Linked DNA regions of Sus scrofa: regions 2, 3, 4 and 5 are each linked to region 1. Evidence: chromatin contacts called from public HiChIP or PLAC-seq data. All regions are on one chromosome and are shown on one strand. The core of a region is the stretch at or near the end of the contact, and the rest is flanking DNA. Distances in the headings are between cores, read along the strand shown. Region 1 overlaps LOC102163604 (a long non-coding RNA gene). Region 2 overlaps TRIM44 (tripartite motif-containing protein 44). Region 3 overlaps LOC102157601 (a long non-coding RNA gene). Region 4 overlaps LOC106509375 (a long non-coding RNA gene). Region 5 overlaps LDLRAD3 (low-density lipoprotein receptor class A domain-containing protein 3).

Region 1 (5,395 bases), core at 1,046-3,545:
AAATGTATTTCAGACCCAACAGGACTTGCTAGTGGGTTGAAGCGGTGGGGGTGGGGCAGCGAGGTCTACACATTTGTGGTTGCAGCTGGAATTTACTGAGATGGAAGCCTGGGAAAAGAACACCAGGCCAGATTTACTGTCTGGGATGCATTGTGACGGCTGGTTTAGAGGAAGGCAAGCCCAGGGCAGTGGAGCCCAACTCGGAGCTAATGATGACAGGCCCTAGGCCAGTGACAGTGGGGATGGTCACACAGGTCCCTGCTCAACAGGCAGACAAAGGCAAGAGCCTTCTGCCTCCCCAGGTGCTGGGCACTTCTGTCTGCCAGGTGGCCGAGCGGGCCAGTCCAAGGGAGCAGTTCTTTTTGGAGGACGTTGAAGTGAAACTGCAGATGGAGAGGAGGGAAGGTGAGTGATGTGGAAAACGGGGTCACAAGAGAGCCCAGGCAGAGGCCGCAGAAATGTGCCATCTCCTGCAGTCGGCGGTGCGCCATGGAAGCGGGCGCACGGGACCCGCAGCATCTGCCAGGGACAAGGCCGACCCAAAACAGATGGCTGGACAGCCACGCCCAGGGCCCTGGCTGCCCAAAAGGTGCATGGTGGAAAAGCAGGGTGACCTTCCTGCAAGGTTAAGACGGAGAGAGGTCATGGCCAGAGCCGGCTCAGGGATTTCTGCCCTCAGTGCGGCCATCACTTCCCCTAGGCCTGGGTCCCGGGTTGCGTGGCTGAGATGAGTTCTCTTCTCCTTGGCCTCACTGTCCTCCAGCACTGTCCCTTCCAGCCTCAAAGACCAGCCAAGGCAGCAGGGAGGGGGGCTAGCCTGGCAGGTGGGGAGGAGAAGGTGGAGACCCTGACAGGCAGAAGATGTGGCTGCTGGACACAGGAAGTGTCAGTCAGTCAACCCTGGCCCCTGTCAGGCATTCATTCATTCACTCATTCATTCTTTCACTCATTCGTTCACTCATTCATTCATTCACTCACTCATTTGTTCATCATTTGTTCATTCACTCACTCATTTGTTCATTCACTCATTTGTTCATTTGTTCATTCATTCATTCACTCATTAGTTCATTCATTCGTTCATTCACTCATTCATTTGTTCATTTGTTCATTCATTCATTCACTCATTAGTTCATTCATTCGTTCACTCTTTCATTCGTTCATTCACTCGTTCATTTGCTCATTTGCTCATTAATTTGTTCATTCACTCATTCGTTCATTCACTCATTTGTTCACTCATTCGTTGGTTCACTCATTTGTTCATTCACTCATTAATTCTTTCACTCATTCCTTCAGTCACTCATTCGTTCAGTCACTCATTCATTTAGTCATTCGCTAAGTCAGTCACTCATTCATTCATGGCTCCACTCATTCAGTGCACACAGAGCATCTACCGTGACAGACAGTGTCCCAGGTGAAGGGCACCCAGTCTCTGTCCTTGAGAAAAGGTGGATCAAGGCCTGGACAGTGCTGGCCACCACGCCCTCTCGGCCAGTTCCTCCTCACCCAGTACCCACTCCCTCCAGCCCCTGGACCTCACGGTGTTTATTCTGATTGAAGCCCATTTCCTTAATCTTGTTTTATGACACTGACATGTAGGGAGAAATCAGATTATAAAGAACACTGAATGACATTTTTTCTGAGTGCGGCCTTTATGCTGAGAGCATGGAAAGTCTTTAAGTATTTTAGGCGAGGGATGGCATTCGATTCCCATTTAGAAAACACCTGCCTGCAAGGCGGAGGCGGGAGGGGGGCTGGGAGGGGAGGGTGGGAGACAGGAGGTGGGGAGAGCATTTGGAGCCTGCAGGCCCTGGGATGAGCGACGATGAGATGACAGGGCCCCTTGCCACCCCCACCTCACCCGGCACATCCACCTGCTCCCAGAAAAGAACGGAGGAGTCTTCCGACCAGGGAAGGCTGTGCCCCAGCAGAGGCAGCTCTCTGCTCCTGTTTGAAGTTTAACCGTCATTGATTGGGCAGCTTCCATTTCTCAGACACCTTCATGTATAATTAATCCCCTCCAATCGGCGTTGTCAGGAAAAATTAAACTTAATCTCTTTTTTTCAGAGTTGAAGAGACTGAGACTTGACTCTGGCTCCTTACCTGACCCAAGGGTTTAGCTAGTAAGTATGCAGTACAAGACCCTGTGGGCTCTACCAGGATAAAGCCTTATTTGGAAGAGACTCAGGTGCCGGACCCCAGGGTGGGATTTCTGGCACCCACCAGCCTGTGGGGGAAGCGTTGCAGAGGCAGTGGGTGCTTCCCAACCTGGGCCCATGGAACAGCCTTGAATGGGTTCCTTGGGCAGGCCTGCCCTGAACCTTCTCCCTCCTCTTTTGCTGCTTTGGGCCTGTGGGGGAGAGTTATGAAGGGGAGGGGGCCTGGGTCTGGGGGCTTTCTCTGCAGGAAGCTTCTCCCCTTGCCAGGTTTCTAGGAGAGGCTTGCCAGCTACCCCACCTTCCCCCCTCTTTCCCGGTCTTTGTTTCCCGTTCCAGCCCCAGTGGCCATAAGGAGAGCAACTGCGCCATCTGCTGGCCATCCTGGGCAAGCTCCGGCCGCGCCCCGGTGAGGAGTGGGTGGGAGGAAATTTCCCTGCGGAAGCGGCTTTGGGGCCTAAGAAGAATCTTGAGTCAAGAAAGGGGCTATAACAAGTGACAAGCTCTTCCACAGGGATAACCCAAGGGACAGAGCCCCATTTCAGCTGGTGGCAGGAAACTGTGCCAGTAGGAGCTCCGTGCACTCAGGTAAGGGGGATACAGCGATGAACAGTTCCGGGGGGGCGGGGGGAGGATGTGCCAAGGGGAGAGGCAAATACATAGGCAATTAAAATGCAGTGCGGTGACATGAACAGTGGGGGAAATGCAGGCAGACAAGACAGGTGATTAAGTTGACTTGCTCCAGGTCCCTGTTAGGTGCTGCTTCTGAATTCAGAGGGCGGAATACGAATTAAGCCAGGATAAAGGAAGGCATTTGGGAGAGAGGGTGCAGCCAGGCCTGGAAGTTTGTGCTGTCATCCTGCTCGGGCCCAGTGCTAGTCTCTCTTTTTCTGCCCCCTTGGGCACTTGGAGGGAATCCAGCACCGCTTCACTTGGAAATGCTGGCCCCTGCGTTAGTGGCAGCAGCTCAGAGGGCCACCCTCTGCCCTTCGCCATCACCCTGGCGAGATTCCCTCCTTCCCACACCCCTTCCTATCCGTTCCTCCTTCTGCGCAGGCAAGACTAGTGTGGTGGGGAGACTGCGGGGTGGCGCCCCTGCGGCCGCAGACCTGAAGTCAGTCACGGCCAGAAAGCACCGTGGCGAGAATGGAGAATGGTGCCAGTTGGTGCATGAGGGCCCAGCACCGGCAGATCCCTCTGCAGGTGTTAGCGTCAAGTGATCCGGGTTGAAAGGGACGCTGCTCAGGGAGACTTAGGAAGATCACTTTAAAATCAATGTTAATTCCGCTAGTCTGCCACTCTGACCAATTTGAAATATTTCAGCCATCATTTACTAATACCAGTCAGATCCTGGGTCTGTGGAAGGCGGGGCACAAATGAACACTTACTGGGGCGCCCACTGCGTGGAGTAGGAACTTTATCAGAGTTCCTGAAATCCTAACCAGGGGCCATCTCCTGAGCCAGTGGGTGTTTATTATACTGACCCCAGAGTCCTCTGATGTCCCTTAGCATCTCTCAATTCATTTATGGTGCAACTTGTTGGGACAGGATTGTGTTTCACTGTGTGCTATGCATCTTAGGTCACATGACTAGTCCAACATTGACACCAAAGCCAAGAAAGTCCTATTCTTCAGCCAAGGGGTCTACTTCCTAGCTTGCTATAAATCTAGGAGAGGCATTACCTAAGTGGTTATCTCCACTTGCAGGTGAGGTGTAAAAGCCCATCAGAGTCTTTCCCAAGAGCCCAGGTCTAACAGAAACTCAGCTTCCTGACTTACCTTAGCTCATGACATTTCCTCAAATAAAGAATGGTTCTTTGGAGTTCCCAATATGGCTCAGTGGTTAAGAATCCAACCAATATCCATGAGGATGTGGGTTCAATCCCTGGCCTCACTCAGCGAGTTAAGGATCCCTGCCCTAAGCTGCATGTAGGTCACCGATGCAGCCCAGATCTAGCATTGCAGTGGCTGTGCCTAGGCTGGCAGCTGCAGCTCCAATTCCAACCCTAGCCTGGGAACTTCTTAGGGCTGCACCTGCAAAAAAAAAAAAAAAAAAAGGTTCTCCCTCCTTGGTATCAACCAGGAAATACTACTAAGAAATCTCCTTTTCTTTCTTCCTTAAGTAGTTATAAAAAGGGCAGAACCACAGAAATATGAACACTGAAGGAAGAAGGAAGTTGTGCAAAGGTCAACATCATGCAGGTGAGAAAATGTTTAGGAACTGCCAAATGCAAGTCATGGAAGTCAGCAGTTACGGGAGCAAAATAATTCTTGTAAAAGTCCAACCACTGGCAAACTTTCAAAATGACAGGTAGCCAGTGTCTTCTAGATGAAAATATTTCTTATATGTCGTAAAAACTCTCACTTCTGATAACATCTCAGTTTATGGAACAAAATAATGAAGAGCCTTCTGAACCACACTGGACTCACTTCCTGAAAAATCTGTCAGCACCAGACCACAGAGCTTGACAAATGACTATGACACACAGTGCCCACTATGTTTGGAGAACTGGTGTGTGTGGGAAAGACCCAAATATCGGTTCCTCCTGTCACTGCCTTTGGACCTGAAAAGCACCGGAAGAGGGAAGTGGGAAGGCAGGACTGGTGGGGGGGGGGGGGGCTAAACGTCGCCAGATGCAGGGGAAAATGTGGCTTCTGTGAAGAACCCGTTTTCTTTTTCCAAAACCAAGGCAGGAATGGAGAGCACAGGCCTCTGAGTTGGGAACGGCCAGACGGGAGTGCTCGCTCGGCCCTGGCCCTCCCTCCTCCTCAGGATCGGGCGCGGACCCCAGGGGACGAGGCTCCACGGACGTCCTCGGCTACGGGGAACAGGCGGTAAGCTCTCCACGAAAATGTTTCCCCCCTTTCTCGTGCCACACTGGTGATGAGGGTTATTGTGAGAAAAGGTGGCGAGACGGCACGTGTGCTGTTTCCGTCCTTTGTTTATACGTATAAACCAGTTTAGGCAAAAAGGAGTCTTTGGTTCAGATGTCAGGGGACAGCAGTTATCAGGTGCAAATATCCCTTTTCTCGTCCTTCCTGGTACACGGCTTCACTATCGGAGCCGAGAGGCAGGAGGCGGTCTTCACCGCCAATTCCAGCAGAAAACGTCACAGGAAAAGACTCAGACTGGCCCAGTTTAAGTCAGGTGCAGTCCTGGGACAGTCTCTGTGGGACACGAACATCGATCAGGATTGAGCCACGTACGCAGCCCTGTAGGTTGGTAGGTGGACGGTGCTGGGC
Region 2 (5,395 bases), core at 1,143-3,642, 500 kb before region 1:
GAGCTCCTGATTGAAGTACCATACAAATGGACTCTAGGCATTTTAAAGCTAGGTGGATGTGGTCTCTGAGCTGCCTGGTGGGCTGGAGTATTGTTAGAAATCAAAGGGATTGAGCTTTAAATGGCTTAATAAAATTAACACATCGTGATGTCATTCTCCCCTGCTCCAGCTCCTCTCTGCAGCGACAGAAGCCTTGAAAATATACTCTTTGCCAAAGCTTAAAGGGCTTATTGCGTGGCCAAGGTGAAGAAGGAAGTGGAGCTGTCAGCACTCCCCCTTTGCAGCCACACTTCAGGTTTCCAGGACAGGATTGTATTTGACATTTAATTTAGGAGCCTGGGTATCTAGATATAAAACTTTATTGTGATAATAGTGATAAAAATCACCTAGACTTTTATTTAAGGGTCTCCTTTTTCCTATCCCTCCCCTCCCCCCCTTTTTTTCTCTTAGTTCAGCTTCTCATTCAGTTAGGAAATAGCAGCAAAAAAAAAAAAAAAAATGGAGTTCCCGTTGTGGCGCAGAGGTTAACGAATCTGACTAGGAACCATGAGGTTGCGGGTTCGGTCCCTGCCCTTGCTCAGCGGGTTAACGATCCGGCGTTGCCATGAGCTGTGGTATAGGTTGCAGACACGGCTCGGATCCTGCATTGCTGTGGCTCTGGCGTAGGCTGGCAGCTACAGCTCCGATTAGACCCCTAGCCTGGGAACCTCCATATGCCGCAGGAGCGGCCCAAAGAAATAGCAAAAAAAAAAAAAAAAAAAAAAGGAAATAAAACTTGCTTTGCTCAAGGAAAAATACAGAGTTTTTCTTTTTTGATATCTTAAGGCTGAAGCTATAGAATGCAGCCTCAGTCATCCAGGTCTATATGTAGATGCTTGTGTGTGTGTGTGTGTGTGTGTGTGTGCGTGTGTGTGAATGTAAACTTTGAAAATCAGGCCTCTCCCCTGATTGACTGCATTTAGCCGAAGGGCAAAATCTGTCAGTTCTCTGTGGTTGTGCAGAGAACTTCCATTCCACCCAGTGATCCTGTTGATGACCATCCTCTTGTTGAAAGGCTTTTGTTTTACTTCTTTAGCAGGTGAAACATTCTGTGATATTGCCTTAATTCCCAACTCAACTAGATTAGACATTATAATCCCCATTTTAGAGATGAAGAAACATACATTTAAAGGGTTTAATGACTTGTCCGAGGCCACAGAGCTCATGATGGCAATAAATTGCCTTTCTCTGATTGCTGTATGGAATTGATAGTAGTTGTAGGAAGTTATTAACTTTTCACTTACAGAAGATACAGAAGATGGATGGGGAATAGTATACCCAATATAGAGTTTGTTCAGATTTGCAGGGAAAAGAGTTAGATTGAGGATGCCTTTACTTTATGGTGAAAGAGCACAGACATTGGAGCCAGATGAGTCCACATACTGGTACTTATTATCTCCATCACATGATTTGTCTGAGCCTTCAGTTTCATCTATAAAATGGGACTAATCATATTATGTTTCTAATAATGAGTACCCTGAAAACAGAAACTTTTGAGGAGATAAAAAATAATGGAGGATGATTGGTATCATGGTTTTCGGTGGCCTGGAAAGTATTTTAGCGACTCTGATTATTTAACAAGCCCTATGGTTGTTAGGTAAGCAGACCGTTAGCTGCTCTAGGGGGAGTAGTAGGGTTTCAGTCTGCCAAGCAGAGCACTTGCGATAGAGGCAAGTTGTAAGGTGGAGGAGCTGACTATACCTCCACACTCTGAGGAGCAGAGTGTTGACCTTTTGTTCTTATGCTTCCTGTGCTTTGCTTCTATGTTATAGAAATAGGTTACATCTGATCTTACCAAACGAGAAAAGGCGGCAGTGCTCCCTGACAGCCTGTGGCCATTTACTGAAACTGAAACAAGGAGCCTGTGATTGACACCCATCTTCTTCAGAGCCTAGATGTGTGAGGAAGTCCTTCTTGTGTTCCTTTGACAAGTCAGAATTTGCACTCCTAAGAGCATAGGTTTTCTATCTCTAAGAGGCCCTGTATCTGTGAGAGCTCAGTGAGTACCATAGGAAAAACCCACCGTAGATGTTCAGGTGATGTTATCTGGACCAGCAGAATGCTCTGCTGTTGTGTCTATACTCCCAGAGAGTACTAAGTTCTTTTCATGTATTATTTTGTATAAACTTCACAAAAATATCTGTGAGAACCATATTATTGCCTCTCTTTTACAAATGAAAAAACTTTCAGCTTTCTGAGCTTCAGGAGCATAGCATTAGCAGAGCCAAAACTGAAACTTTTCTCTGTCACCACAAACTCCACGAACTTTACCATTCTGACCCTCTGTAGCAAACCATGAGACCTATATCTCAATTCCCTTTCCTGAGTATTCTTTGTGGCATACACTTGTTTTGGTTTTGTGGTTTCTATAGTATACAGATAGCTGTGGCTTTGCAGAAAAGCTGTTTGGGTAGAGAACTGGGGTGGAAATGAGGGGTGAATGTTGTTTTAATCTTCAGCATATGAAATAGGCTTTCTTTGTATATTCAAGTCTAAGAGGCTTAAAAATAGTATTTTTTGTTTGTTTGTTTGGTTACTCCTGAAACTTTCAGTGTCAGTTTCCACCTTCCACTTCCTACATGATAATTCCTGAAGCAGAAGCTGTCTTTCTAGTTTCTATACGGTTAAGGTGGAAAGTGAGCTAGAAAACAAAGTAGAATAAAGCTCTCACTTGTATTCTTGTTTCTTATGGTCCTGGATGTCCCTGGGGATCCATTCTGCTACTTTCACATTTCTACATGGGGCACCCAGAAATTTCTTCTGTTCACTCAGGGAAAGCGTTGCTCAGAAGTTTATGATTGCTTTCTTTATTGTCACGCTGAGGTCACACAGGGAGAAGCATTTTAAGAGCAAGCAGTAGTATCAGTTCAGAGTGAGCCCAGAATCCCTGTCGAACTGTTCTCTGCCCCATCCAGTTCAGTGCCATGACACTGGGTCACACATCAGATTGTCATGGCAGTAAAGTCTTAGCAGCTGGCAGCATGAACAGGCAGTCCTGGGAGAAGAGGGTGCTTGGCAGTGATGCCACAGCTGTAGTGGTTAGAACTCCAGTTCTCATACGAGGGCTGCTTGTCGGTCTTCTGTGACTGTTTCTCTCTCAGATGACTGAGGCACACAGTTGCTCTCCACTTCACAGCTGATTAGCAGTGTTTATTAGGATCTTCCAAGTACAAAGCCGTTTGGAAACACGGTCCTGAGCCCCTCATGTTCTCTGTGTGCATATGTACATGTACGTGTGTATTTATGTTTGTATGTGGGGGAGGAAAAACGATGAAAGGGAGGAAATTCAGAAGAAGCCCATTACAGGGTCATATGCGTGAAGTTGGTAAAGAACAATAGAGTACTTATGCTCAAGTACTGAAATTTATAGTCTCTGGCAGAAATAGAGGAAGCCTGGAGTATTCTGACTGAAATACAGGGTTCCAGTCCAAGAGAATGTGATTCTGAGAAGGAAAAATACAAGCCGAGCCAAAGATTATATAAGGCAAATGTAAGGTCTAAACACTAAGAAGGAAAGCGTGAAGGGCACATATGGTTATAATACCTGAAAGGGCCAAAGGTGGGATTTGAGGTACAATTAGAAAGCCAAGGTTCAGGGCCAAGTGGAGATGAGAAAGGAGAGAAAGCTGACCTAGAACAAGTTAAAGGCAGGATCAGAATCCTAAATAGTTTCTGCAGATCACTCAGAAGTTCTCTGTGACTTAGAATTTTGTTTCGGTAAGTTAGTGTGCAAGTGAGAGCAGGGCTGGCTTAAAGGCTTTAGGTGGGGGGCAGGTGGAGTTTAAATGGAGCTTTTGGATCTAGAGCATGGCTCTAGTTGTGTAGTGGGGAGTAGTGGGAAGGGGGTGCAAGAAGGATTTTCATAGGAGCAGACTCCTTCAGTCAGACTCTGGTGGAGCGGCAGATACAGGATGGCTTCTGACATTCAGAATGTATTGATCACCATGATGTGAAAGACCCTAAGCAAAGATATCATAATTTCCCCTCAAAATATCAAGTCAAGAAACCTGTTATCTGGAGGAGAAGATAATACTTGACTCTAGAGTTGAGAGCCTGGGCGATTGCCTAAATCTTGGTAGCTTTAAGTGGGAAAGGGGACAGGGCAAGGTTGAAGGGAAGATACGAAAGAATGATGTGGTTAGAGGGCAGATTATGCAGTCAAACCACGTAGGTTCAGACTCCAGCTCTGCCACCATTGTGTGTGTGTGAATTTGGGCAGATTTCTTATTCTCACTATACCTCAGTTTCTTCATCTATAAAATTGATATAGCAATAATAATTGCACCTCACGGTATCATTATGATGATTAATTGATGTTACTACACATGTAAAGTGCTTAGAATAGTGCCTAACATGTAAGTGCTCAAAATGGTAGCAGTGACAATGATGAGGAGGAGGGAGAGGATGCAGTTTGAGGCTTGATGGTTTAAATAATAGAGGAGTGTCCAGGTGGAGATACACGACAAAAGGAATTGCGACACTGGAGACCTAGAGAACCCAGGCTCAGAGGCCATCTCCATGGAGGTGGTAGTTCAGTTGCAAAGGTGGGTTGAATAGCTAAGGAGGAGGGTATAGAGAGAAAGCGATTTTGCCCCCAGAGGACATTTAACAAGGTTTGGAGACTCCTGTGGTGGTCATAATTGGGGGCAAGGGGTGATGCTACTAGCATCCACTACATAGAGGCCAGGGATGCTGCTGCATGTTTTGCAAGGTGAAGGACATTTCTGTCCACAACACAGAATTATCAGCTCCAGATATCAGTCGTGCCAAGGCTGAAAAACCCTTGGAGTTTCTCCATCACAGTCGCCTGGAGAGTGTGTAAAATTGCAGGAATGAAGCCGATTAACAGAAAGCCAGAGAAGTCCAGGGTCACAGAAACCATGAGAGAAGAGAAATTAAAGACTGAGGAGATGAGTAGTGCTCAGTGGTACAGACAGGTCAGGAGTGGGAGCAAGTGCAGTTGGTGGCTAGTAGACTGGTGCTGGAGGAGGCTGGGTAGCCAGTTTTATGATTTTCTAAATAAGCTTGGTGGTTAAAGGTAGGAGAGAGGATGACCTCTTGATAGGGCAGCATTGCCAAAGGAAAAGGGTTATTCTGCTGCTGCTTTACCACTTATTTTGACTCTGTTACCCTAACAACTTCTAGGTCAGAGTCCTAGTCCCCTGATACTCCCCTTTTGTTTTAGCAACAAATGTGATGATGAGCAAATCTGGATTAGTGAATTAGTTTCGAGAGTGAAAAATTTGTGCTGCTTTGCCATTGTAGAGATAAAAGGAAGACTCGCTTTTCATTTTAAATAGCTCAGGAGCCTGAGGCCCTAAGAGATTCAGTGACTTGCCCAAAGTCACACAATTGG
Region 3 (5,395 bases), core at 896-3,395, 420 kb before region 1:
ACCGATAACAACAAAAAAAGGGGATTTTCTCAACACTTAAGCCAGTTTCCCACTTGCTAACAGGTGGGTTCTGATCTGTTTTCTCTAAATTCCGTTTTTCCCTAGAAGATTCTGGCCTGTCTGATCAAAAAAGGGCATTCCTTCTGAGACCCTGTCTAGCCCACTTGTGGTTACACTATATTTGTCTGTTAATTTCATCAAAACTAGGTCACCTTTTAAGCCCCTTTCCCCACTCTGGCATGAGGACCAGACATGTGGAAGAAGAATTAGGTCACCTGGGGGTCCACTGTTGCATATGGTTAAGCGGTGTAAAGAAGCCAAGATTTCTAGAAGTGTCTGTCTTTTGCCATTTCCAAGATGGTGAGAAAATCCATCTGGAGTGTTTATGCCCCCCCTTGATAGCCAAGCCATGGGCTTTATTTTCTGTTGCACTGCTGAGGTTAGTCACTGCCCTCAGAAGAGACAATTTCACAATGACTTACTTGCTAATAATCAGTGGAACAGTCTCAGGAGGATGTGCACAACGGCTGTGTTTCTTCAGGCCTGGCACGTTGTCAAATGGCAGGCTTGCAGAACAAATGAGAGGCCTGGCCTGGTTCACAGGGCAGGCAGAGTGATCCAGAGTTCAGGCTTCCCCTGGCCTTTTATCCTCCCAGGCTCCTTCCTCTGCTCCTCCGCCTCTTCCGGTCTCTCCATCTGGAAACCATGAGCCTCATGGATTCCAGGCACAAATTCTCAGATTTCAGATGTTTGGGAAATTTCTTTGCTTGGGTCATTCTTCAAGAGTAAGAGAATTCAATTTGGGAGGAAGAGCAGCTGAGACCCTTCCACTGAAGAGAACATACATAAGGGGTGGATCCATCCCCTCACCCTCTCAGCTCCAAACCCTCACACAATGTCTGATTTCAGAAAAAATATCGCGATTTCCTCATGGGAGGGAACAGAATAGGAAAAACAAAATCTCCACTCATGGCAACTTATTTTTTTCCCTTCTGAGGTAACTGGCGTTAGATAGTTGTAACATAGGATGTAAATGATTTTGTGTGTGGTGTTGGGGAAGAGGCGGGTCTCTGAAGGGTAGACAGACCTAAGAGTGATGGAATGAAGTGAAAAGTAAAATGTAGCCTAAATTGTTCAGGAGAGACTGTTCACATTATAAACCGCTTACCCCCCGTGTTGCATCTCCAGGGCATAGAGCAAGGTGTGGTCTTTTGTCCTTGGAAAATGGAATGAGCTTTCTCCTGATAACTGGGTTTTAGTAGCAGGCAGACTTGGTTCTAGTACTGGCTCTGTCCTTAACTAACTGGACCTACGGGGCTTAGTAGCACGCGTGACACATAGGAGGAACTTAGTGGTAGCTTGTGACTACCGTGTGATGACCATCACTCATCAAAACGGAGTCCTCTTTGGGCTGTTGATCCTCCCCAAGGCTACTTCTTTGCCCTTTCTGCCACACCCATCCAGTTACACTTCCATGTTAATTATAAGTATCTCAAATTATATGTATTTATTTGTTCATGTAGTTATTGTCTGTACCTCTTTGAAGCTTGTATTGTTTGTTCAATGCTGTATTATCAATGCTGATAAAATTGCCTGACACGAAATAGATGTTCAGAAATATTTGTGGACTTGCTAACTGACATCTTGCTGGCATTTGTATCCAGAGTTACTCCAAATATTACATCTTGATGCAGAAACCTGAGAAACACTTTTAGCGACATTTACCCCAGCATGAGCGTCCACGTGGTGCCACCAAAAGGTATCTGCTCTTCCCAGGAGAAGAAGAGAGTTAGGAGTGCCAGCCCTGCTCTGCCACCAATAAGCTGTACAGAGTTTGGCAGGTAGCTTCCCTCTCAAATACTCATAAAATGAGGAGCAAGAGTCAACTAGATGGAAGGGTCTCTCTGCCTCTTCCACTCTTAGATCTTAGCGTAGGAAGAAGTGACAGTGGGAAGGGAAAAATGCTTTCTCTAAGAATCCCAGCTCTTCTTCCTGTGTGTGTGTGTGTGTGTGTGTCCCATGTACGTGCTTGTGTATGAGAGAGAGAGAGAACATGAGAACTGGGGCTGGCCAGGAGAACGAGGCCAGTTATGGAGAGGGACATCTTGCCAAATGCTTTGGACTGCGTATTCCAATTCCCCCTAGACTCACGTATTAAAATCCTAACCCCAGGGTGATGGTATGAGGCAGCAGGGCCTTTGTGGAGCAGTTAGGTCACGAGCATGGATCTCTTCTGTGAGGAAACAGTGAGGAGTCAGCAGTTTGCAACCCCCAAGAGGGCTCTCCCCAGAACCTGACCAGGATCTCAGACTGCCCGCCTCCAGACCTGGGAGATACAGATTCTTGCTGATGGACCATCCAGTGTCTGGTACTTTGTTATGGCAGCCCAGGCACACTGACACCAGATGTGCATAAGCCATGATAGAATATATTGGAGTCAAGTAAATGGAGTGGCGAGGGGGCTAAACAAAGCTGAACAGATTTCTTTCCTTTAGGACTTCTTGGACCTTGTAATATGTTCAGTTGCATTGTGGAACTTCAAGAAGGGGCTACGACATGGTTTTCTGGTGTTCCAGCTAACAATTTTAGGAAACACTGATTTAGGGATGAGTGTGATGGACCCCATTTAACTAGTGAAAAAAAAAACTGAGGCCCAGAGAGATTACATGATTTGCCTGAGGTCCTGTAGCTTTTGGGAAACCTGAGTTCTTATCCATGTTTGGCTACCATCTCCTAGAAAAGAGAGTATGTTTACTGGCCTAAGAGCTCACATTAGAACATTCTAAGAGACACCCCAGGATTCCTTCTTTGATACGAAAAGGAAGCATTGCATAGGCCAGAGTTCTTAGGCTCAGGCCTTCACAAACAGCATTAAGCATAATGCACGCTGCCTTATCAGAGTGTATCTAGAACCAGGCTATGGTTTTCTCTCATTGGTTTCCCTCTTTCTCGTTAGTTCTATGTATCTGTTTGTCTGTCTCCCTGCCTGTCTGCCTGCCTGCCTGCCTATCTCTCCCTCTCCCTCTCCCTCTCCCTCTCCCTCTCCCTCTCCCTCTCCCTCTCTCTCTCTCTCTCTCTCTCTCTCTCTCTCTCTCTCTCTCTCTCTCTCTCTCTATCTAGTTCTCTCTTCCCCTGGTACTCTGAGGTTCTCTCTCTCGGTCTCCCAGTTTGAAGGTGCTCAGTTCGTCTTGTGCATTGACCCATCTCTTTATTCCAGCTTAATGGATACATTTGTTTTCTGGACCAGGCCATTAAAAGGGGCATTTGTGTCTGGCCTCCAACAGCATTAACAGTGGACCATTCTCAAGTGCCTCACCTGGCACTTTAGCTTTGAACCTTCATGTGCACTCATGGGGGTATCAGTGTGGCAGGTAACAGCACAGGGGTGGGAGATGCCAGTGAGTGTGTGTGTACGCACACACGCACACAGGTGCTTAGGCGCATGCACAATGCCAGAGGGAAGTGTGCACACGTCAGGAAGAATAATGACTTGGCACCCCTCCAAACTGCTGCTCTTTAAATGTTAGGTCAGGAGTTCCCATTGTGGCTCAGCAGGTTAAGAACCCAACATAGTGTCCTTGAAGATATGGGTTCCATCCCTGGCCTCTGGGTTAAAGATCCAGTATTGCCATAAGCTGCAGTGTAAGTTGCAGGTACGGCTTGGATCCAGCATTGCTGTGGCTGTGATGTAGGCCAGCAGCTCCAGCTCCAATTTGACCTCTAGCTCAGGAACCTCCATATGCCACAGGTGCTGCCATAAAAAGAAAAAAATGAAAATAAAAAATATAAGGTCAAGGTTTATTTAGAGGATAGGGTGGTGTGCATCTTTCTGTGAGCGTGGTGAGAGGCAGTGGACACTGTGCCCCACTGGCACACCATACTCACACAGACAAAAGTCCTGACCCTCTTTTTAGAAAAGACCGTTTAGCAACCGTCTGTTGTTATTCCAACTTACTCTTTGGAGGTCTCACCCCACCCACTTCCAAATGGCTTTCAGAGTATTTCTTCCAACTCCACACAATTATGTCCCTGAAGGGAGTTTTTAAAGTACAATTTTTACCTCATTTCAATTTTAGTGAATTTTTACACCACTCCTCACCCCCAACAGACCAGTCATGTGTCATGTGTTACGTGCTTGTGTGTGCGTATCCTCAGGCTGGTGATTCAGTGATGAGTCTGTTCCCCATATAGAAAGTGTGTATGATATTCCACGTGGTCACAGGCTGTCTCCTACAGAGTTCATGCCCTTCCCAGTAAAAAAGAGACACAGGGAGGTATTTTCTTAGGAGATTATTAGATCCACTGGAATGTAACAAGAGCATTGAATAATGGTAAGGAATAAATATTCTTTACTTGCTGGAGCAGCCGTCTTTCCTCTGCCTCCTCCTTTTCAGCCCTTTCGTTAGCCGCCTCTGACCCTTTCTCTCCCAAGGACACAGGCGCATCATCCAAAGGAGCTCATGGACACACACGTGCCTGGAAGAGGCTGTCACCTGAGTGGTCCCCAGTTCTTACCATGATGTTGCGCACCTATCGAGGGCTTCTGTTTCTAGGAATGCTCAACACATACGGCCTTGAACTGGATTTACCCACCATCTCATTTCAGGTGGGTAAATGCACCAGAACAGCAAGACAGCCAGGTAACTGGGGGGAAAATGACTTCAGCCAATTGTTTGGCAGAGGTAAAATGGGACAACTACTAAGTCAATTGAATTATGTATTTTAAAAAGAGGTTTCATAGACATAGCTGAAATGAAATCTTCCTGCGACCTCAAGCTTAAGGTCCTTGTACCAAGACAACACACAAAGATTTGCTAAGGATGATGTAAGAGAGTGACATTTCCAATAATATGCTTCCAGTTAGATTCCTGTCCCAGCAGTGGTGGCCAGGTTCACCACACCTTTTGCCCAAGCTCCCCCTTTTTAAAATAGAGGTGGTTGGGTTCTCTTTTAAGTGAAATAATAGATTAGAATGCCTGGGTCTGGTATTTTTAAATTCATTTTAAACAACTTATATGCCCTGTTTGTCTATTTCCTCATCTCTAAGATGGTGATAATGATAGAACCTACCATTCTGGGTTCATGAGATGACCAATAAGATAATGCATAAAAGGTGCTTAAGACAGTGTCTGGCACATAGTAATCCCTCAAATAAGATAGTTATGAATAATATTAGGATTAATATAAATTGATTGATGAATATTTTCAAAAGGCTTTGAAAAGAAATTTGGTTATATCCAATCATTTAACTGAAAGAAACATGAACGTACAAAGTTTTTTGCGTAAGAGTGTCCATGTAGCCTTGTATGTAGTAGCAAAAATGTGGTAATGACCTAAGCGTCCATCAGCAGGAGACTAGCTAAGTAACTTAGAGTGCTTCCATATAGAGGAATAA
Region 4 (5,395 bases), core at 994-3,493, 330 kb before region 1:
AGCATAAAAAAGCTACTCTAAACAAATAATTTCTTTCAGTTGCTTTCTATAATGTTAAAGAAATAATGTTGGTCTGCTTGCAAAATTCTGTGTCTTGATGAGGCTCTGGGACATGAGAAATGTTTCATGATCTCTTAGCTCTCTATACCAGTATGGCCTAAGGGACACCTTCTCCTGAGCATTTTCAGAATTATTCTCTAGTTTCTAAATTCAGCTTTTATCAAAGCATGCCTTTTTGTGGCTTTGTGATATATATTAATTAGGAGGTATATCAATTAAGATGTATGGGGATGCAAGTAACAAAAAATTAAAAATCAACCCAGCTGACTTAATATTTCTTTCATCAAGTAACAAGAATCTAGGGTGTAATGTACAAGATGGTAACTACAGTTAATAAAACTAAATTACATATTTGAAAGTCAATAAGAGAGTAGACCTTAAAAGCTCTCATTACAAGAAAACAAAATTTAAACTGTATATGGTGGCAGATGTTAAATAGACTTATTTTGACCATTTGGCAATATATACAACTATCAAATCATTATGTTGCCTGCCTGATATCAATATAATTTATAGGTCAATTATACATAAAATTTTTAAATAAATAAATAGAGGAAGTTTCCACTGTGGTGCAGTGGGTTATAGATCCAGCATGGGTTGCAGCTGCAGTTCGGATTCTACCCCTGGTCCAGGAAACTCCATATGCCACGGGTGCAGCCATACAAAATTAATTAATTAAACAAGAATCCCAGAGGTAAAGCAGTCCCAGTTGGGTTAACTCAGTAGCTCAAATGGGTCATCAAAGGGCCAATTCTTTGCATATTTCAGTTCTCTTATCCTCATACTAGGTCCCCTCATGGTCGTAATATGGCTGCAACAGTTCCAAGCATCGCACCCAGATACTTAAATGTTAGAATAGGAAGTGTTCCTGTGAGTTTCTTTCTATCAATGAGAAAAATATCCTTGTAGAAGGCAAAGATTCCTCATCATGTTTTATTGGTCATAATTGTGTCATATGCCCATGTCTAAACCAAAAGGGATCAATCACAATACAACCATTAGACTAATTTACTTCTAAACACAAGGATAAGGTGACCTTTCTAGGACTGATATGAGGGAGGGATGGACACCCAAATATGTGTGGGATCCTGCCAGTGAAGAAGGAAGGGGAATAAGCTGTTAGGTAGGCAACCATCTGTTTCTGCTAAAATTAGGATGCAGGGCAAAATATGTTTAGCTAACTAGATTGAATTTTGTCTTAGCCATGGGATATGCAGAAAACTTTTTAGGTGGTGACACTGGTTACTGAAAATTATTCTAAAATATATTAATTTCCTTTCTCCCCTGTAAAGGAATGTAAAGTAGAATGACACCTTTGGTAACTCCAGGCCATGACACTCCTCTTCTTCTGCCCTTTGAGATCTCCTCTTTTATCCCCATCCTCAGGTAGGCAGGAGTGAGCCTCGACATCCATGTCTGTACAATGGGCTCCTGAGTCCCTGGCCATAGATGATTGGAGCTGAGGTATGGACGGTGGACCCCCAACTGGACTGATCAGCTTCTCTTCCCTAGGAATTTGGAATGGAAACACCATCTGATTGCATCAGTTTCTTCATGTGCTTGGGCCTGTAACACAAAATCTCCAGAATGATTAGGCAACTGTTCTTCTGCCATTTGGAATGTGAAAATAAAGCTGATATTTGGGAAAGTACAAGTAAGATAGGTATATGGAGAGACAGACACTCCATAAGTCCCCTTGATATCCACCTCCCCCCGTCCCCATACACACTCACCTATATCCAGATCCAAATGAGCTTGGGGAAGTTTACATTATTTGCAGCCAAAGAGTCCTAACCCATACCTAGGAACACAACACCCCTTTTCCAGAGTGACTAAGGATTCTGCAACAGTTTAAGGTTATCATTAAGAACCTCCAGTCTCATTAGTCATAACTCTATGTGCAGAAAACAAAGGACAATGAGTCATACCTGTCATAAGTTCACCCCAGAAGTTGCTACAAAAGTTGCCTTTGTTCCATGTAAATCCTCTCTATGGTTCAGTTTCTAAAGCTTTAACTCTTTTCCTTAAAAATGTATTTAAATTAAACACTCCACAGTAAGGACAACTATCAGCTGAGTGGCATCTGTTGTGTTGTGTTGTGTGTTGGAGAACCAGAGAATTGGCCTCCTACATACTGAGTTCCAGCTATTTGCTTTCTGTGTATTGCCTACTTCCATCCTCACCACATACTATGTAGCAATCACTATAAACCATTTTACCAATGAGGAATCCAGGTCTCAGAGAAGCGCATTGATTTTTTTTTTTTTTTTAATGTTCATAGGGCTAGAAAGCCATGGAGGAAGATTTTAAACCCAGATCTGCAGAGAACCAAAGCTAATGATGATGTTTTCACTACTCCACATTGTGATACCAAAACAAACAAACAAACAAAAACTGTGACTGATCTGATATCCTGTAGGTAAATTCTGATTAACAGGCTTTTGACCTTGGCTATGTTAAATGTCTGTCATAATAACATCAAATATTTTATATATTCAGGTACAGGGAGGATGACCTGTTAGACCCAATCTATTAAGGATATTTCTGCATTTTCTAAATTAATCATTGCTACATCTAGTAGGAGCAGAGGACAATAATTTTTCACACCTTATTCATAAGGGTGGAATACCCAAAAGCCAGAGAAGGTAAGTGATGGTCTTAGAAATAGTTTGTAGCCATCTGGTTCTGACTATCTCAGTAGGTGTGCCTTCTTAAGCAGTTGGTTTTTCTCCACTAATTAAGGCTGATTGGAATTTTAGAGTTTGGCTTTGTTTTTGTTTTCTCCCATCTTTCACACACTCAAACTCACATGCTGTCTTGCTGCTGCCAATTAGCAATAATGTTGGAAAAGAGTTCATCCTGGCTGTTCCCAGCTTGTATGGGAACCTGTCAGAATGAGATTAGGTAGATTCAGGCAAAACCGTACACTTCAGTGTGCTTTGTTCCCAGCAAGACAAGTGTTTAGATTGTACTTTCCAAACTCCTCAAAACGATCACAGGCACATAAAGCTGCCCCCTGGAAAATGTGGCAAATCAGAACTAAATTTTTACCTCCTCCTGTTGCTATTCTGAAGGCCAGTTGATTCTTCTCAGCCTAGTGAATATTTTCTTTGTTTTATTTAGATTTTAGAAAATAAAGTGGTTGACCTGTTTGTCTTCCTTACAAAGAAATGTCACAGGCTTATTTTGATACATTCCATTACAGACATAAATTGTAGAAAGGAAAGTGTAGATGCGAATTTGTAATGCTGTCAGTAGCCCTTCCTGTAAATCTTGCCAATGTCAAGAACATCTTGAGGAATGGAAACTACAGGAAAATTCCAATTTGTCAAAATACCCCGGGAATGGGAGATTCCAGGTTATCTCGAATTTACCCAGAAAATCCTTTTTCACATCAACCCTGGATGTTGAAATCTTACTGAAAGGTATGAGTCGAGTTTCCTGCCCTAAGAAGCATAGTTTACTTTGAATGTGATTTAATGTTTCTCTGACACTTTAGGGTCAGGCTGGACATTCTGGACCCCAACTCCCATTGTCTAGAAAACAAAACAGGAGATTGGATACAATTTGTGCTTGACCCTAGGACAGGTTTTTGAAGTTCCTTGAATAAGCTTCTTCTTTCATGTATTTTATTCCTTTTTCCTTATATAGGGGGAAAAAAAAAACTTGGAAAACTGAGGAGTTTGCCTATACAAATTCCAGTACAATCAAGATTTTATTAATTTCAATTTTTTGGTTTAGTGCTAATGAAGGATGCAACTAAGGACTCAGCTCTCAGGAGTTGGGAGTCTTTCCTAGCATCACCCCTCCCCTCTCCCCACCCCCAGTAGGAACAGCATGGAACAGCAGGGGTTCTGCATTTGGTCATTTCTTTCCAGATCATTTTGTCTCTGTCTAGACAAGGGTTTCTCAACCTTGGCCCTCCTGATATCTTGGGCTAGACAGTTCTTTGTAGGAGACTGTCTTGTGCGCTGTAGGGTGTTCAGCAGCATTTCTGGTCTCTACCCACCAGATGCCAGCAGTGACAGGGAAGGAGAAGGATAGTTACACAGGTAGTTGTAGAAGTCTCAATAAGGGACCATAGTTAGAGAGGGAAACCTAGGGAACTTTGTGAGACCACTCTAAGTTAATAATTGCTCAAGAAAGCCATCAGAACCAGGCCGGCTTGACTAGTGGAGGCATGAGATATGCCTCAGGTCATTGGGTGGGGATGGGCTGAAGCCTGCATTCAGGTTCAGACCAAGGGCAGGAGTTTAAGGATCACCCTTCTACTAATTTAAATAAGCACCGTGATAGTCCTAGTTTGACCTTATAGGGTCAGATACTCTCTTACTGGATTCCAAGGAGGAGCTACTACTTAAAAAAAGAGGAAGAGATGGTCTTTCCCCTTCCCCCACTCCCCTTGGATGATAAAACTGTAGCCCACCTAATCCTCGGGACAGAGCCTCCTCACCTGCCTGCTTGCATCTCTCAGAGGTGTCCTATCTTAATAAATCTATTTCTTCCCTATCACTTTGTCCCTTGCTAAATTCCTTCTGCTCAGAGGCATAAAGAACCTGAACCTCAGTAAGTCCAGACACCAGGTGAGTGAGTCTAATTTTAAAACATTGGGGGAGTTCCCGTCATGGCGCAGTGGTTAACGAATCCGACTAGGAACCATGAGGTTGCGGGTTCGGTCCCTGCCCTTGCTCAGTGGGTTGACGATCCGGCGTTGCCGTGAGCTGTGGTGTAGGTTGCAGACGCAGCTCGGATCCCGCGTTGCTGTGGCTCTGGCGTAGGCCGGCGGCTACAGCTCCGATTCGACCCCTGGCCTGGGAACCTCCATATGCCGCTGGAGCGGCCCAAGAAATGGCAAAAAGACCAAAAAAATAAAAAATAAAAACATTGGGTTCAGGTCCCAATCTGGGTCTTGGCTCGGTTCAAGGCATAAGTGCTTCAGTTTCAGCAGCCAACCCCCAAGTTGTGACAACTGACAATATCTCCAGATAGGGCCAAATGTTCCCAAGGGGCAAAATCCCAGCCCCCCGCCCCCAGCACCAGCTGAGAACAACTACTCTAGACAGAGACACAGTTATTCTTTTTTCCCCTCCCGTTATCAAGATTATGAGTTTTCTTGACCTTGGCAAGTAATTTCACAGCACATTTCTTAGACTATTTCGTGGAAGAACAAAAATAATTCTCATGATGAAAGTAATATTTTGATGTGAATTGTGTGAGGCAGGCCTCATTAAAACAAAACTGTAGGTTTGGCATTGTTTTTAGAAGGTGGTAGATTTGTTTTCTGAATCAATTATGACTTTGATTTTTAAATACCAAATTCTTATACCCTCCTACA
Region 5 (5,395 bases), core at 772-3,271, 290 kb before region 1:
TTTGCTCGCCATTGAAACACACGATCCTGTTGAATTTTTCCAACCATGTTGTGTGGCGGGAAGTCATTTTGGGGTCCCAGAGAGCTCACCCCATGCCCCGGGTGCCAGATTGTAACTCAGGTTTCTCTTGGCCTCCAGTCTGGGCTCCCCCATTTCCAGCTACCCTTCCATGTCCTTCCCCTTGCGTGCTTCTGTGAATGAACAATCCACGAGTTTGTTTCCACAAAGAGACCCCCTTCCCAGATCTGTTCATTTCATGGTGACCGCAGCAGGTATTCATGGTAAATACATCAAATCAGTCTCAGGCCTCGAGTAAATCTGGGACTTTCACAATAGCACCTGGATTTTTGCCCGGAGAGAGAGATACCCCAGGCTGTGGTGCTCTCCTTGACCTGCCTTGTAGTGACACCCAGGTTCCTTTTCATTCATTAAGCTCTCTATTCACATGTCCTCTTTTCTTGCATGTTTATTGTATTTTACAATTAAAAACTAAAAGATGTGATGTGCTGAGGGCAACTCTGAGTGAAGGCACCGGTGTTTGCTACGAGGTAGCCCCCGGGGCACATCTCTTTTTGCCTGTGGCGTTGTTTGTGCTCTTTTCCTCTTTCTTTTTCTCTGGAATAGTTTGGAAATGCAAGGGCCAGTCTAACTGTGCAGCTGTTTTTGCCTCCGCCTCTCCCTGACAGCTGGGGAGGGTTTTAAGATGGCCGATTTGTGTGTGTGTGTGTGTGTGTGTGTGTGTGTGTGTGTCTTTGTTTCATTGTTTCATTGTTGTGAAAGAATCTACTCTCCTGGCTCCTGAGAAGCGCCCTTCAGAGTGTTTGCTGGGAGAGCAGCCAGGTACTCCCAGGACCCAGCACTAGCCTCTCGCATCATCTGCTTGATGCCTCCTGTTGCTTCCAGGATAAGTGTACTTTAGTGACATGGTAACTGCCTGGTCAGAGGGATGACAAATATTTATTTCAGGTAGGATAGTTAGGGTTTCTGGAGCTGCTACAGGGCTGGGGATAGTCTAGGGAAGTGTGTCAGCCTCGGGGAGTTTGACATTGGGGCTGGAGAGTTCTTTGTTGGGGGAGGTGGGGCTGTCCTGTGCATTTTAGGAGCCTTAGCAGCATCACTGGTCCTAGATGCCAGTAGCAGCCTCCTCCTACTTGCCTCCCCCAGGTGTGACAACCAACAGCATCTTGAGCTGTTACCAGTTGTCACCAGTTGAGAGCCCCTGGCTTGGTGTGAGTGCCCTCCTCCACCATATATCTTGAGAATTTTTTTTTTTTTTTTAACCAAGGCCTGAGCCGTGTGGAAGGTCCCAGGCCGGGGATCAAATCCATGCCGCAGCAGTGACAGTGCCAGATCCTTAACTGGCTGTGCCACCAGGGAACTCACCTCTTGAGCTTTCTTACTGCTCATCCTGAAAGTGTCTTTGAGAGGTTTCTGCTTTCTGTTCCTGCAGCCCCGCAAGTTCGCAAGTTTGGTGTGAAAGAAGGTTCTTAGGTAGAAATGCCCTCAGCATTGACCTTTCCCTGTGCTTCCCCCTTGTGACGTTGTGAAAGCCAGTGAAGTTAGAGATGGTAGATGTAGATCCCTTGAGAGAGGGAGACAGGTTGAGAAAGCAGGTAAAAGGCAGGTGACACCGAAAGCCACCTGGTTCCCTGAGTAACTTTTGAACTTGGGAGGCTCAGGGGTCCTGCCAGCTGGAGGAGAAGCTGTCTGAAAGTTTGCCTTGGGAGTTGGGTGTCGAAATCTTAACCCTGGAAGTCCCCCTGCCTCCTCCCCACAGAGCAGTCTTTGTTCCCCTTGGTTCCCCTTCCCATCAAAGGCTTTTAGAACCCGAGTCCTTTCTGCGGGTGGCGGGGCACGGGGGGTGGGGTGGGGGGGGAATCTTCTGTAGTGGCCGCAAGTTGGCTCTAGAGAAATTTTCATCTTCTCCTTTCTTCTCTGAAGTCTTTTGCAAGTTAGGCTCTGCTGGGCTTTGGATCCCTTGGATTCCTTTAAGAACCTTTGCCTTCCAGCTGTGCTTGTCCTTTGTTCGGTGGCCAGCTTTCCTTGAGTTTTTTTACTTCCTCTTCTCTTCAGCCCAGTGACGTACGTTGTCTGCCGTCTTCTTTTGTGTGTGAATTTGCGGGGAAAAAAAGGCGGTACCAGGAGAGGGGCTCGGGGTGCAAGGGGAGAAGGACTCCTTATCCAACATCATGAGCTGCCCTCTTCCTAGCCTGAGGCTCAGGGAGGCGCCCTAGTTTCCCAGGCCTGTGAATATTCGTCCTTTTTGTCTCCGGGTCACTTGACTCTTCTCAAGCTCTACTTGGCTCTTCCCCAGTGCGGCGCCGCCTCTGCCATGCACTGTGCTATACTCTGGGGAAGCCGAGCTGTGCAGAACTTGTTCTTGGCCCCTAAATGATCCCGTGATGGAAATGGCATGGTTTACCTCTGCCCTGAGCTGGGCAGGGCGGAGTCCCTTCTCCGCAAGTGGGGTTTGGGTGTGTTCCCGAATGTGAACTATACTGACGGAGCTGTGATCCTTCCTCATGGGAACAGAGCTGCATGGGTGTCACAAGGCCTCTTTGGCAGACATGCATACCTTGTCATTGGGATTTTATTTTATTTTTTTTGTCTTTTTGCCATTTCTTGGGCCGCTCCCGCAGCATATGGAGGTTCCCAAGCTAGGGGTCGAATCGGAGCTGTCGCCGCCGGCCTACACCAGAGCCACAGCAACGTGGGATCCGAGCCGTGTCTGCAACCTACACCACAGCTCACGGCAACACCGGATCCTTAACCCACTAATCAAGGCCAGGGATCGAACCCGCAACCTCATGGTTCCTAGTTGGATTCGTTAACCACTGAGCCGCGATGGGAACTCCGTCACTGGGAATATTTAATGCATGGGTAATTGTTTGTAAATTTTTTTTCTTTTTATACAATTTTTAAAGGTTGCTTTCCATTTATAGTTCTTACAAGATATTGGTTCTATTCCCTGTGTTGTGCAACACATCCTTGAGCCTGTCTTACACCCAGTAGTTTGTCCCTCCCACTCCCCGATCCCTATATTGCCCTTCCTCCACTGGTAACTACTAGTTTGTTCCCTATATCTGTGAATCAGCTTCTTTTATGTTATATTCACTGGTTTCTTGTGTTTTTTGATTCCACATGTAAGTGATATCCTACAGGATTCATTTTTCTCACCTGTCTTATCTGACTAAGCACAGTGCCCTCCAAGCTGATGAGTTGTTTTTGATCAGGTTGCAGAGGTGATGACACATGTCCTTGCTTGCTTACTTCTTGAGCTTTAGCTGTCCAGGTAAAATGGGGTACAGCTGTTGATACTCTTTTTTTATTTCTTTTTTGGGCTGCACCTGCAGCATATGGGAATTCCCAGGCTAGGGGCAAATCTGAGCTGCCGCTGCTGCTGCTACATCACAGCCACTGCAAGCTGGAAAGGAGCTGAGTCTGCAACCTACACCACAGCTCACGGCAGCGCTGGATCCTTAACCCACTGAGCAAGGCTAGGGATCAAACCTGCATCCTCATGGATACTGGCAGAGTTCATAACCTGCTGAGCCGCAGTGGGAGCTCCTAGTTGTTGATGTTCTAAGGTTTTTGGAGCTCTAGGCTTCTGAGATTCTCACAAGACTTTCTTACATGGCTTTAGACAATAACCTTTATCTTATCATACTACCTATAGACACATATATGTACCTATTATATATGTGTGTATATGTACATATCTTGGTGTATGTATATGTACATGTTTTAATATGTGTGTATATATATCCTACCTCTTTAGTCTCTAATCTTACTAGATTGTAAACTCCTTAGGGGCTAGGATCATACGTTAAACGTATATGTCATATTTCTTATTTCTTTTGTGGGGTCTTGGAGCATAATGATAGCTACCACTCGTTACTCTGTCTGGCAGAGTGCCAGGACAAAACATGTATCCTTTTGTTGTAATCTTCCTGAATTGAAAACATCGCAAAGTAATATGTGCAAAAATAAAAAAATAATATATGCAAAAATAGTATATACAAATTTTAAGCGTCATAGAAGTCATTACAATAAAACAGTCAAGTCTTTCCTTCATCCTCCATTTGCATTTCTCTCCTCTGTTTAAAGTTACTTCTCACTGTGTATCTGGTATAGATCAACTTCGCCTTAATTCAGATTTATACACACGCATACATGTGCGCCCATGGAGTTCAGTGAGCTCATACTTATCTATATTTGTAGTTTGTTGACTTTTTTTCTTTTTTTTTTTTTTTTGTCTTTTTGCTATTTCTTGGGCCGCTCCCGCGGCATATGGAGGTTCCCAGGCTAGGGGTCGAATCGGAGCTGTAGCCACTGGCCTGCGCCAGAGCCACAGCAACACGGGATCCGAGCCGCGTCTGCAACCTACACCACAGCTCACGGCAACGCCGGATCGTTAACCCACTGAGCAAGGGCAGGGACGGAACCCGCAACCTCATGGTTCCTAGTCGGATTCGTTAACCACTACGCTACCATGGGAACTCCTGACTTGTTTTCTTTACTCAATAAAACTGTATTTTGTCAGTTCTGCTTTGAGCTACTGGTGTTTAGACATTCCAGTTATTACGAAGCGTTTGGCATTTTTGCTTCTCTTCACTTGTATTTCTCCATTCGTGAATGGCACTCCTTTGTCTCTATCACAGAAACAAAATATGATAGGGTTTTGGCTACTATTGGGTATCTTCCTCCCTTAAGTCCTTTAAGGTGCTTGGCTCATGCTTTGAAAGAATGTGGAATTGTAGTTGTTCTCCAAGGATAGATATTTGCTTCACTATTTTCAAATTTATGCTGTTTCCTTGCCTTTTTGTATACACAGTGCTTTTCAATGCACAATTTTAATGTCTTTTTTTTTTTTTTTTGGCCACCCTTGGCACATGGAGTTCCTGGGCCAGGGATCAGATCCTAGCGACAGTTGTAACCTATGCCACAACTGTGGCAATGCCGGATCCTTAACCCACTGTGCTGGGTGGGGGATAGAACCTATGTCCCATTGCTCCAGAGACACTGCCAATCCTGTTGTAGTACCACAGCAGGAACTCCTAGTGTCATATTTTAAAAGACATCCTAGATAGCAGGTAAATTCAATGTCTGTATTACCAACAATGCACAGAACTGGCTGGAAGTGATGACACATCATGACCCAACAGCGGTTATGACCAAGTTCACCCAGGCAGTTGCAGTGACCAAGAGTTCACAGCTTCTGCTCACTCTATACTCTCATAAGATGCTGTTGGCTGTTGGGCACATCTTGCTTTCAGTGATGTTACAATATTAAAGATGAATTAGGCACATCCTGATTTTGGAGATGTTACAGTACCAATGGTATGTGTTTTCTTGGCCATCTTTCTTACAGTTCATATATAACTACCCATTGTTT

Evidence for each region. HiChIP or PLAC-seq counts read pairs in DNA pulled down with a chosen protein or histone mark.
Region 2: an H3K27ac HiChIP or PLAC-seq map of alveolar macrophages shows a contact between it and region 1. The contact joins two enhancer-like sites. A contact is called at or near these places in 1 of 47 Hi-C or Micro-C datasets (embryonic fibroblasts) and 1 of 2 datasets of contacts at active chromatin or transcription factors (alveolar macrophages).
Region 3: an H3K27ac HiChIP or PLAC-seq map of alveolar macrophages shows a contact between it and region 1. The contact joins two enhancer-like sites. A contact is called at or near these places in 9 of 47 Hi-C or Micro-C datasets (brain, embryonic fibroblasts, epiblast stem cells and 5 more) and 1 of 2 datasets of contacts at active chromatin or transcription factors (alveolar macrophages).
Region 4: an H3K27ac HiChIP or PLAC-seq map of alveolar macrophages shows a contact between it and region 1. The contact joins two enhancer-like sites. A contact is called at or near these places in 3 of 47 Hi-C or Micro-C datasets (epiblast stem cells, fibroblasts and undifferentiated spermatogonia) and 1 of 2 datasets of contacts at active chromatin or transcription factors (alveolar macrophages).
Region 5: a contact with region 1 is called in an H3K27ac HiChIP or PLAC-seq map of alveolar macrophages. The contact joins two enhancer-like sites. A contact is called at or near these places in 1 of 47 Hi-C or Micro-C datasets (embryonic fibroblasts) and 2 of 2 datasets of contacts at active chromatin or transcription factors (alveolar macrophages and skeletal muscle).

What each region holds. Positions count from the first base shown.
Region 1 is chr2:24,840,236-24,845,630 of Sscrofa11.1, reverse strand. It overlaps LOC102163604 (a long non-coding RNA gene), which reads left to right. Exons shown (of 7, transcript XR_002341511.1): 2 at 2,065-2,120; 3 at 2,493-2,741; 4 at 4,279-4,354; 5 at 4,843-4,987. Among named protein-coding and RNA genes, the nearest start is that of COMMD9, 24 kb to the right of the region's middle. Within about 2 kb of position 2,295, at least 17 of the 83 cell types and tissues checked have an H3K27ac peak or open chromatin away from gene starts, as enhancers often do. A contact at or near this core is called in alveolar macrophages and subcutaneous adipose tissue, where this site is marked.
Region 2 is chr2:25,341,213-25,346,607 of Sscrofa11.1, reverse strand. All of the region lies in intron 2 of TRIM44 (tripartite motif-containing protein 44), which reads left to right. Among named protein-coding and RNA genes, the nearest start is that of TRIM44, 35 kb to the left of the region's middle. Within about 2 kb of position 2,392, at least 16 of the 83 cell types and tissues checked have an H3K27ac peak or open chromatin away from gene starts, as enhancers often do. A contact at or near this core is called in alveolar macrophages, where this site is marked.
Region 3 is chr2:25,262,186-25,267,580 of Sscrofa11.1, reverse strand. LOC102157601 (a long non-coding RNA gene) reads left to right here. Exons shown (of 7, transcript XR_001306887.2): 2 at 4,433-4,606. Among named protein-coding and RNA genes, the nearest start is that of LDLRAD3, 110 kb to the right of the region's middle. Within about 2 kb of position 2,145, at least 10 of the 83 cell types and tissues checked have an H3K27ac peak or open chromatin away from gene starts, as enhancers often do. A contact at or near this core is called in alveolar macrophages and subcutaneous adipose tissue, where this site is marked.
Region 4 is chr2:25,169,494-25,174,888 of Sscrofa11.1, reverse strand. It overlaps LOC106509375 (a long non-coding RNA gene), which reads left to right. Exons shown (of 3, transcript XR_002341512.1): 1 at 1-2,705. Among named protein-coding and RNA genes, the nearest start is that of LDLRAD3, 17 kb to the right of the region's middle. Within about 2 kb of position 2,243, at least 6 of the 83 cell types and tissues checked have an H3K27ac peak or open chromatin away from gene starts, as enhancers often do. A contact at or near this core is called in alveolar macrophages, where this site is marked.
Region 5 is chr2:25,130,252-25,135,646 of Sscrofa11.1, reverse strand. The region is part of intron 1 of LDLRAD3 (low-density lipoprotein receptor class A domain-containing protein 3); the gene reads left to right. Among named protein-coding and RNA genes, the nearest start is that of LDLRAD3, 22 kb to the left of the region's middle. Within about 2 kb of position 2,021, at least 20 of the 83 cell types and tissues checked have an H3K27ac peak or open chromatin away from gene starts, as enhancers often do. A contact at or near this core is called in alveolar macrophages, where this site is marked.